Regions from separate parts of the Pan troglodytes genome. Here region 2 is linked to region 1. A link is a contact called in public HiChIP or PLAC-seq data. All regions are on one chromosome and are shown on one strand. Each heading gives the region's core, a stretch centred on a gene start, on an enhancer-like site or on the middle of the called end of the contact. The rest is flanking DNA. Distances are from core to core; before and after follow the strand shown.

What was found. HiChIP or PLAC-seq counts read pairs in DNA pulled down with a chosen protein or histone mark.
Region 2: a contact with region 1 is called in an H3K4me3 HiChIP or PLAC-seq map of stem cell-derived excitatory neurons, with 2.1 times the contacts expected there. The contact joins the promoter of TMEM198 here to the promoter of DNAJB2 in region 1.

The regions. Positions count from the first base shown.
Region 1 is chr13:121,537,954-121,541,957 of NHGRI_mPanTro3-v2.0_pri, reverse strand. DNAJB2 (DnaJ heat shock protein family (Hsp40) member B2) reads right to left here and starts at 1,260. Exons shown (of 10, transcript NM_001280413.1): 1 at 1,111-1,260; 2 at 732-832; 3 at 1-61. The coding sequence starts at 796.
Region 2 is chr13:121,804,070-121,807,841 of NHGRI_mPanTro3-v2.0_pri, reverse strand. It overlaps TMEM198 (transmembrane protein 198), which reads right to left and starts at 2,304. Exons shown (of 5, transcript XM_009444387.4): 1 at 1,823-2,304; 2 at 1,306-1,475. The coding sequence starts at 1,471. CHPF (chondroitin polymerizing factor) reads left to right here and starts at 2,224. Exons shown (of 4, transcript XM_003309469.6): 1 at 2,224-2,973. The coding sequence starts at 2,660.

The DNA of each region.
Region 1 (4,004 bases), core at 11-2,510:
AGCAAACTCTTTATTATCTGGGTTTTTGTCTGGGTGCCACTGGAGAGCCTTGCGCCGATACCTGCAGAAAGTGGGTGCAGAGGAGAGAGTCGGGGGACAAATGCAGGCACTTCCCACCCAGGAACCGAACGACCTGTTTTCCCACTAGCCTATCACTGTCCTTTCACCCCCGGGTCCCGGTCCACCCCAGCTGCTAGGGCTGCCGCTGCTGTGATATTTCCATCAAGTTCCACCCTCTCTCCTCCGCCACCAGTGCTGGGACCACATGTACAAGCGGATACAATGCCAGGGTCCCTAGCCCCTCCCTAGGGCTCACTGGACTGGGGCTGCAAAGGTTGGGGCACATGTGGCCTCGAAGAGTACAGGGACACCGGCCCCTCCTCCTCATAGAGCCTCTTTGCACTGCATCTTTGCACTGCAGCCTGAGAATGCCCAAATCTAGGGGGAAGGGGGAGGGGAGGGGAAAGGAGGAGGAGGAGGGGAAGATCAACTGGAGAACAACCCATAACACAGTGCAGCTCCCAGCGGAACTAACTACTTCACTCTCTGGACGTTCTCCTTGTACTCTACCAGGGGTCTCTTTCCTCCCTGCAGGTGTCACTCGGAAGAAGCACCCCAGTGCTTTCTAACGACCTGGTTCCCTCAGACACCTACAGGTGTCACTCTGAAGTGCCCCATGGTGGTGGCGGGTGGAGGGTGAGAGGTTTTCTGTTGCACACGGAGGCACTTACGCCTTCTTGATGTCATCAGCGGACGCACTTCGCGGCACGTCTAGGATCTCGTAGTAGGATGCCATGGCAACTGGTCAGTCGTCAGGCGGGCCTCCTTGGGGCTGCAGAAGAGAAGGAGTCAGGCGGAAAGAACCAAGAGCCCCACCCTGTGGCTGCAGCAGTCCCCCTCCCCGGGTGGCGGAAGGCGCTCCCAGTTGGAAGCGGAGCACACCGGGCTCTGCTTGCGGCCGGTGACTAGCTCCCTCCGGCAGCCTTATCTGCCCCCGCAGGCCGGGGCCAAGAGCTATCTCGACGCCCAGGCCCAGGAGCCCTATCGGGGCCCCCCAACTCCAGCAGTCCGATCCAGGGCCCCCAGCCTGACCCGGGCCCCCGGCCGCACCTCCTCCGCCAGGAGTCCCGGCCTCCTGCGGCGCCCCGCCCCTGCCCCCCGCCGGGAACCGTCTGGCACCCGCAGCCCGGCTCGCGGCTGCTGCGTAGGACGCGCCCGGCCCAGCTGTGCGCGCAGGCATGCGTCAGCGGTGCGGAAACTACTAGAGACCGGGAGAAGGCCGGCTCCGCCTGTCCCCTGGGGGGGTGGGGGCCTGCAGGGGCTGCCGGGAGAAGAGGGTGGAGCCGGCTATTTTGGGCACACACCAGGACGACGTCAGCCCCAGCTGGGACCTGGGAGACTGCGGCCCCGCCTCCATCCAAGCGAGACGCGCTCGCACGGAGGCTGGGGCAGCCCACAAACAAGCCGCTCGGCCCCCAGGTTCCTCTGTCACTTTCTTATAAACATGAGCGATGATCCTTGCTTACTCACCCACCTCGAGGACTCAGACTCTTCCCTCCCTCCCCCCACCACGGTTCTAACTCCTCCCCCTTCTTCAGCTCCCAGCTCCAGCCCCAGGTCCCCCAGCAGGCTGCCCTGGCTTTCCTGAGTAGGTCAGAACTGCCTTTTACAGCATCTCGTGGCATTTCCTTCATCAGGCTTGTTAGAGCCACAAATTAGCATTTATTGGTTTGATTATTTTTTATTACCATTCACCTCCCCCACTAGAATGTCGATTTCACAGGACAGGAATTGTGTGTTTTTTCTCACTGGTCTATTAGAGCAGTCGTAGGGGTTCAAAACTACCCGTGGGATGAATAAATAATGAACACCTGCAAACCTCTTGTTGACAGTTTTGACACATTTGGGGGAGGTGAGGTAAAGGGGGCCGTACAACGGAATTCCCCAGGTTCAAGTCTTCCCAAACTGATCCTGAGTAGGCCTATTCCACTTCAAAATGCTCCCTGGGTTCAGGCCTCATTGGAGAGTTAGGAAACCTTCCAGAACTGGCTCCTGCTTGATCCCATCCAGGCCAATCCAAAGGCATTAGCTGAGCATTTTTCTGCATTCAAGATGCTGCCAGGCCGTATAAAGAAGAATGTGGCCCAAGCCCTGCCTTTGCAGAGCTTGAACTTGATAAGATACCAGCCCATCAATGTAGCCCCCTGGGAAACCCGAGGCTTTGAAAACAGAGTACAACCTGGCATTACTGTGAGACTTGGGAAAATCTCTGAGCACTCTTTTTTTCTCACTAATTATAGGTAGTGCCTAGGGTTGTTTGAAAGTCAAATGAGACATGGTACGAATTAGGTGTTACTGCGGTCCTGCTGGCATCGCGATTGGCTCAAGCAATAATGGTTATGTGAGTCCAGAAAAGTGCTTTAGGCTGGGGGACCCAGGAATACTTCGCCAACGAGAAGGGTTTGAGGCGGACGTGAGAGAAGAAGGTGGTGTGAGTGTCCTGGTTTCCTGGCCGCCCACCGTCAGAACCTCCTGCCTACATTTGGGGAATTCCCATCGCAAGGGCCCTAATGGAAAGCAGGCCACCATTTGCCACAAAGCCCCAATGCTTGCTCTCCCTGACTCGGCTCTAGGGTTGCAGGCAGAAGACATGAGCTCCGCCAATCGGATGCTCCAACTGGGACTTTGAATCTGGAGCAAGTCACGGAATAGCAAGGCTGGTTTAGGAATTCATTTCTGCGGCGGCGGTGGAGGCGATGGGGCCAACAGCGGCCTCTAGTGTCTGGAGGAGGAAGTGTCAGCGCTACTGCCGCAGGTGAGGGACGAGAGTAGGAGGATCACTGTGGAGGGTGGAGGGGACAGGAGTCTCCTACACAGGCTGTCCTGTGCCCAACCTTGACTGTGGTACTGGCTGCCCAGCTTCCCTAGGTGCCTGTCTGATTGCTGACCCTTGTTTGCTGGCCGTTGCATTGATTCTGTGTGCTATCCGATATCTCTATAATTGTTGGGGGCAGGGGACTTGAAACAATTTGCCAGTTAGCTTCTGCTGTTTATAAGAGTCCTGACTGACACAAAGACTAAGGGTTAGACTTGGTATAAGAGGAAGGAGTGGTTGGGTTAAGTCACTCCAAATTTTCCAGATCTCTGCCTTTTTCTTCTTACTCTGCTGTGCCAACAGACATTTGTCTAGCACCTACCGTGTATGTCTTGTTATATTAAGAAAAAGAATATAAAAAAGTTTAAATTCCAATCTCTGTGCTCAAGGGGATAGGACATAGACAAATGACAACCGAGGGAAATTATATGGAGCACATCTAGCAGACAAAGGTTTAATTTCCTTTGTCCACAAAGAAATGCCAACTAATGAAAGACAATGACATTTTTAAATGGACAAAGGGACAGGCAGCTCACAGAAGAGGAAATACTGGCTTTTAAACAAATGAAAAGATGCTCAATCTCATTCACAAAAAACTGTAAACTAAAGCTACAACAGGCCAGGCATGGTGGCTCATGCCTGTAATCCCAGCACTTTGGGAGGCCAAGGTGGGTAGATCACCTGAGGTCAGGAGTTTTAGATCAGCCTGGCCAATATGGTGAAACCCTGTCTCTACTAAAAATACAAAAAGTAGCCAGGCGTGGTGGCACATGCCTGTAATCCCAGCACTTTGGGAGGCCAAGGTGGGTAGATCACCTGAGGTCAGGAGTTTTAGATCAGCCTGGCCAATATGGTGAAACCCTGTCTCTACTAAAAATACAAAAAGTAGCCAGGCGTGGTGGCACATGCCTGTAATCCCAGCTACTCGGCAGGCTGAGACAGGAAAATCACTTGAACCCGGGAGGCGGAGGTTGCAGTGAGCCAGGATCGTGCCATTGCACTCCAGCCTGGGCAACAAGAGTGAAACTCCATCTCAAATAATAATAATTTTAAAAAGAATAATAATAATAAAGCTGCAACAAAATACTTTGGGGTTTTGTTTTTTGAGATGGAGTCTTGCTCTGTCATC
Region 2 (3,772 bases), core at 1,055-3,554, 260 kb before region 1:
AGGAGAGTCACTTCCAGGAGTGGGGGGAAGTATGAGAGTCCAGGAGGCTCGTGATCAGAGAGAGGAGTAGGGCGTGGACAAGGGCTCAGAGTCCATGAGCCTGGGCGTAGTGACATCCAAGAGGGGTAGGATGTCAGGAAGCCCAGGAGAGGGAATATGAGGCTGCATTGAGCAACATGCAGAGGGAGTGGGTACAGATATGGAGGGGGTGAGGTGATACAGAATCCTTGGAGGCCCAGAACGTGTCCTGAACCCTTGCGGGGGGCACTTCCTCCTGCCTACTCTTCAGTTGTTCAGCCCAGAGTTTGGGGGAGGAATGGGAGGGACCATATGGCTCCCAACCCTGTCTACCCACCCATTGCAGGGGGAGGCTGCAGAACACAAGTCTTGCACTACCTCTGCCCAACCTGGAACCCCAGCCCCCAAGACTCATTTGCCCCCACTGGTCCCACTCACCTACAATTCTCCTGGAGGCTTTCTGTGGGCCCTCAGCCCATAGAGCTGACTCTCCTCTCTGAAGTTCTGTAACTCTTGCTGCAAAGCCACTGGTCACTTACTCCCATTATACTGGGCCACTAGCCCATCTGGCACCTTTATGCATATTAGAAAAAGGTGTGCCTTTCTCTAGGCAAAGCAGCTTTGTGCCAAGGCCCAGAGTTTGTCAGGTAGAGCATGAGCTGGACTTTAGCCCCCACTTGCCCACTCAGCTGAGCTCCCTTATTTAGTACCCGTCCTGTGTAAGTATTCACAGCAGCTCTGATTACCGGAGCCTGCCTTGTAGGCTGGATGGATGTGTGTGACCACCATCCAGCCCACTCTAATATGTATCCCGGGTGTAAATGCTCCAGGGAGTCTCCTCCCTGTCAGACAGTATGCCCTGTGGTAAGGGACCATGTGTAATAACCCTGCTAAGTGTTTTCAGTGGCTACCTAGCACAGTTACCCAAACACATCCTCACCACAATAGCTACAATTTATTGAATGCTTACTAATTCTCACAACACTACATGAGACAAATATTGTGATCATTGTTCAGATGAGAAAACTGAGGCTCAGACAGATTAATGTGCCCAAGACATCACAATTAGTAACTGCAAAGCTAAGTAAATTCACACTCAGGTGTGCCTAATCCAAAAACCTGTTTTTCCTATAATCTAGAGTCTAGACAATCTATAAATGTGTGGGATGAAAGAAAAGGAAGAATTATTCATGATGGTAGAGGGATTCAGAGAAGACTTGGGGGCCCAGAAAAAGAACTCGGGGAAACACTGGGGAGCCCAGGTGAGGGATGAGATGGGGATCTCACCGAAGAAGCAGTAGACGACTCCAAACAAACAGCACATGATGCAGACGAGGGCCGGCAGTGCCTGGTACCTGCGCTCCAGGGGCTGTTCACAAGGTGCACCCCAGAAGGCATCATCTGGCTCAGGGGGCAGCAGCTGGAACCGCAGTGTTGCCACAGTCCCCGGCATAGTGCTGGGAATAGAAGGGAGTCACCCTCCCAAGTTAACCTGACAGAGGGAAAGTTGGGGTCACGGAGGAGTCCTGGGTCCCCACCAGGATGGGGGTGGGAGAGGGATTGGGAGAACTCAGCAAGGACAGTGGACAAAGGAGTGGTATCCACATTTGTGCAGCTCTGGAAGCATCTCTGGAGTGGGGAGCAAAGACAAAGGGAAACAAAAGTGCCTGGCTAGTGGAGGCTGGGATGAAGTTAAAAGAGGGACGGGAGTCAGGGGGGATGAAGGGAGAGTGCTGCCAGTGAGAAGGAGGCAGCCAAGAGATTCATCTGTGGGCGGCTCAATATGGGATTGTCCAAGATTTACCTGGGCTGGAGGCGACCTGAGCTTCTGAGTGAAAGAGGCTGTGCAGAGGCCCGAGGGGCCGGGGTTGCGGGGCGCCAGAGGCTCCAACTGACTGGGGTCCAGGGAAAGTCCGTCGTGCGAGGAAGGGGGCTGCTGGGCCGGAGAGAATGGTGTCGGCGCGGTGGTGGCGCCGCTCCACGTCCAACACCGGCTGGCACTCCAGTCCCGCGACGTCCAGGAACTCGGGCTGGGCCTGAGGAAGGGGAAGGCGCAGGAGCCGGGGCTCGGGCCGCCCCAGAACCGCGGCCCCATGCCCTGAGCCCGCCCGCGGCCTTTGGTGCTGATGGACAGCTCCGGCCTCTGCTCCTGACGTCACTCGGCGCACCATCCAGGCAGGGGCGGGCTGCTTCTGACGTCACCTGGGACGCACCAACCACGCCGCGGGAGGCAGGGGACTCCGCCCCCGGCGTCTCCCTCTCCCGCACTGAGGAGGGGGCACTTCCGGGGGTCCTTCCCCTTTAACCTCCCACTTCTCCTCCCTCTCCGGTAGCGAGAGCCCGAGACCCCACCCCGGGGGCGGGGCCCTTGCAGTGACACGTCGGACAGCTGCGGCCGCGGCTGAGGCTCCAGTGCCGAGCGCAAGAACCCTGCGCAGCCCAGAGCAGCTGCTGGAGGGGAATCGAGGCGCGGCTCCGGGGATTCGGCTCGGGCCGCTGGCTCTGCTCTGCGGGGAGGGAGCGGGCCCGCCCGCGGGGCCCGAGCCCTCCGGATCCGCCCCCTCCCCGGTCCCGCCCCCTCGGAGCCTCCTCTGGCTGCTCTGGGGCTTCGCCGGGGCCCGGGACCCGCGGTCCGGGCGCCATGCGGGCATCGCTGCTGCTGTCGGTGCTGCGGCCCGCAGGGCCCGTGGCCGTGGGCATCTCCCTGGGCTTCACCTTGAGCCTGCTCAGCGTCACCTGGGTGGAGGAGCCGTGTGGCCCAGGCCCGCCCCAAACTGGAGACTCTGAGCTGCCGCCGCGCGGCAACACCAACGCGGCGCGCCGGCCCAACTCGGTGCAGCCCGGAGCGGAGCGCGAGAAGCCCGGGGCCGGCGAAGGCGCCGGGGAGAATTGGGAGCCGCGCGTCTTGCCCTACCACCCCGCACAGCCCGGCCAGGCCGCCAAAAAGGCCGTCAGGTAGTGATCGGCTGCGCCCGCTCTACCCCCTGGGCAGCGGCCGGGAAGCGCGCGGGGAAGTCGCCCGGGCCCGGGTCGGGCTCCGGAAGGAAGGGGCTGGCGAGCCAGGAAGTCTTTGGGCCCCGATAACTTCCGATGGCCCTGCCTTCCCGAGAGCCGTGGGGCCAGTCCGAGACTTTCTCTGGGCCCTATCCCGGCCTGGGCTGAACTTACTAATCTCTGTCCTAAACTGGCTCGACCCGATGGCACCCCAGAGATCCTACTAGCTCCCTGGCTGGGCTGCTGGTGTTAGAGAAATGATTTGTATATAGGGTGAGTGTATAGAGACAGGGAAAGAGAAAGGAGAGAACTAGGATTTACCTGGATCTCTTGTTCCTGAGTGGGTTACAAGGGCCACCTCAGGGTGAGATGGGGGAGGGAGGAATGTACCTATCTCATTAATGTCTCTGCTGATGAGTTGAAATAACTTCTAAGTAACATTGGGTTCAAATGCTGGTTCTGCAATTTACCTTCTGCCTTACCAAAAGGTAAGTTCCTAGAGCCCCTGAGTGCAGTTTGCCCCTCCCCGCAAAAACACTCAGTACACCCCTATGCCAAACGTTTCTTTATATCATTTATGTGAGGCATTTGTGGCATAATGGCATATTTATATAGAAATGAGTAGATACATGGTGTGTCCAGCGTTTGGCTGGGTGCTTTAAACAGATATAATCAGTCCCATTTTACAGATGGCTCAGGTTAAATAACATGCTCAAGGACATAACTACTAAGTAGCGAACCCCGGAGTCAGACCCACAAT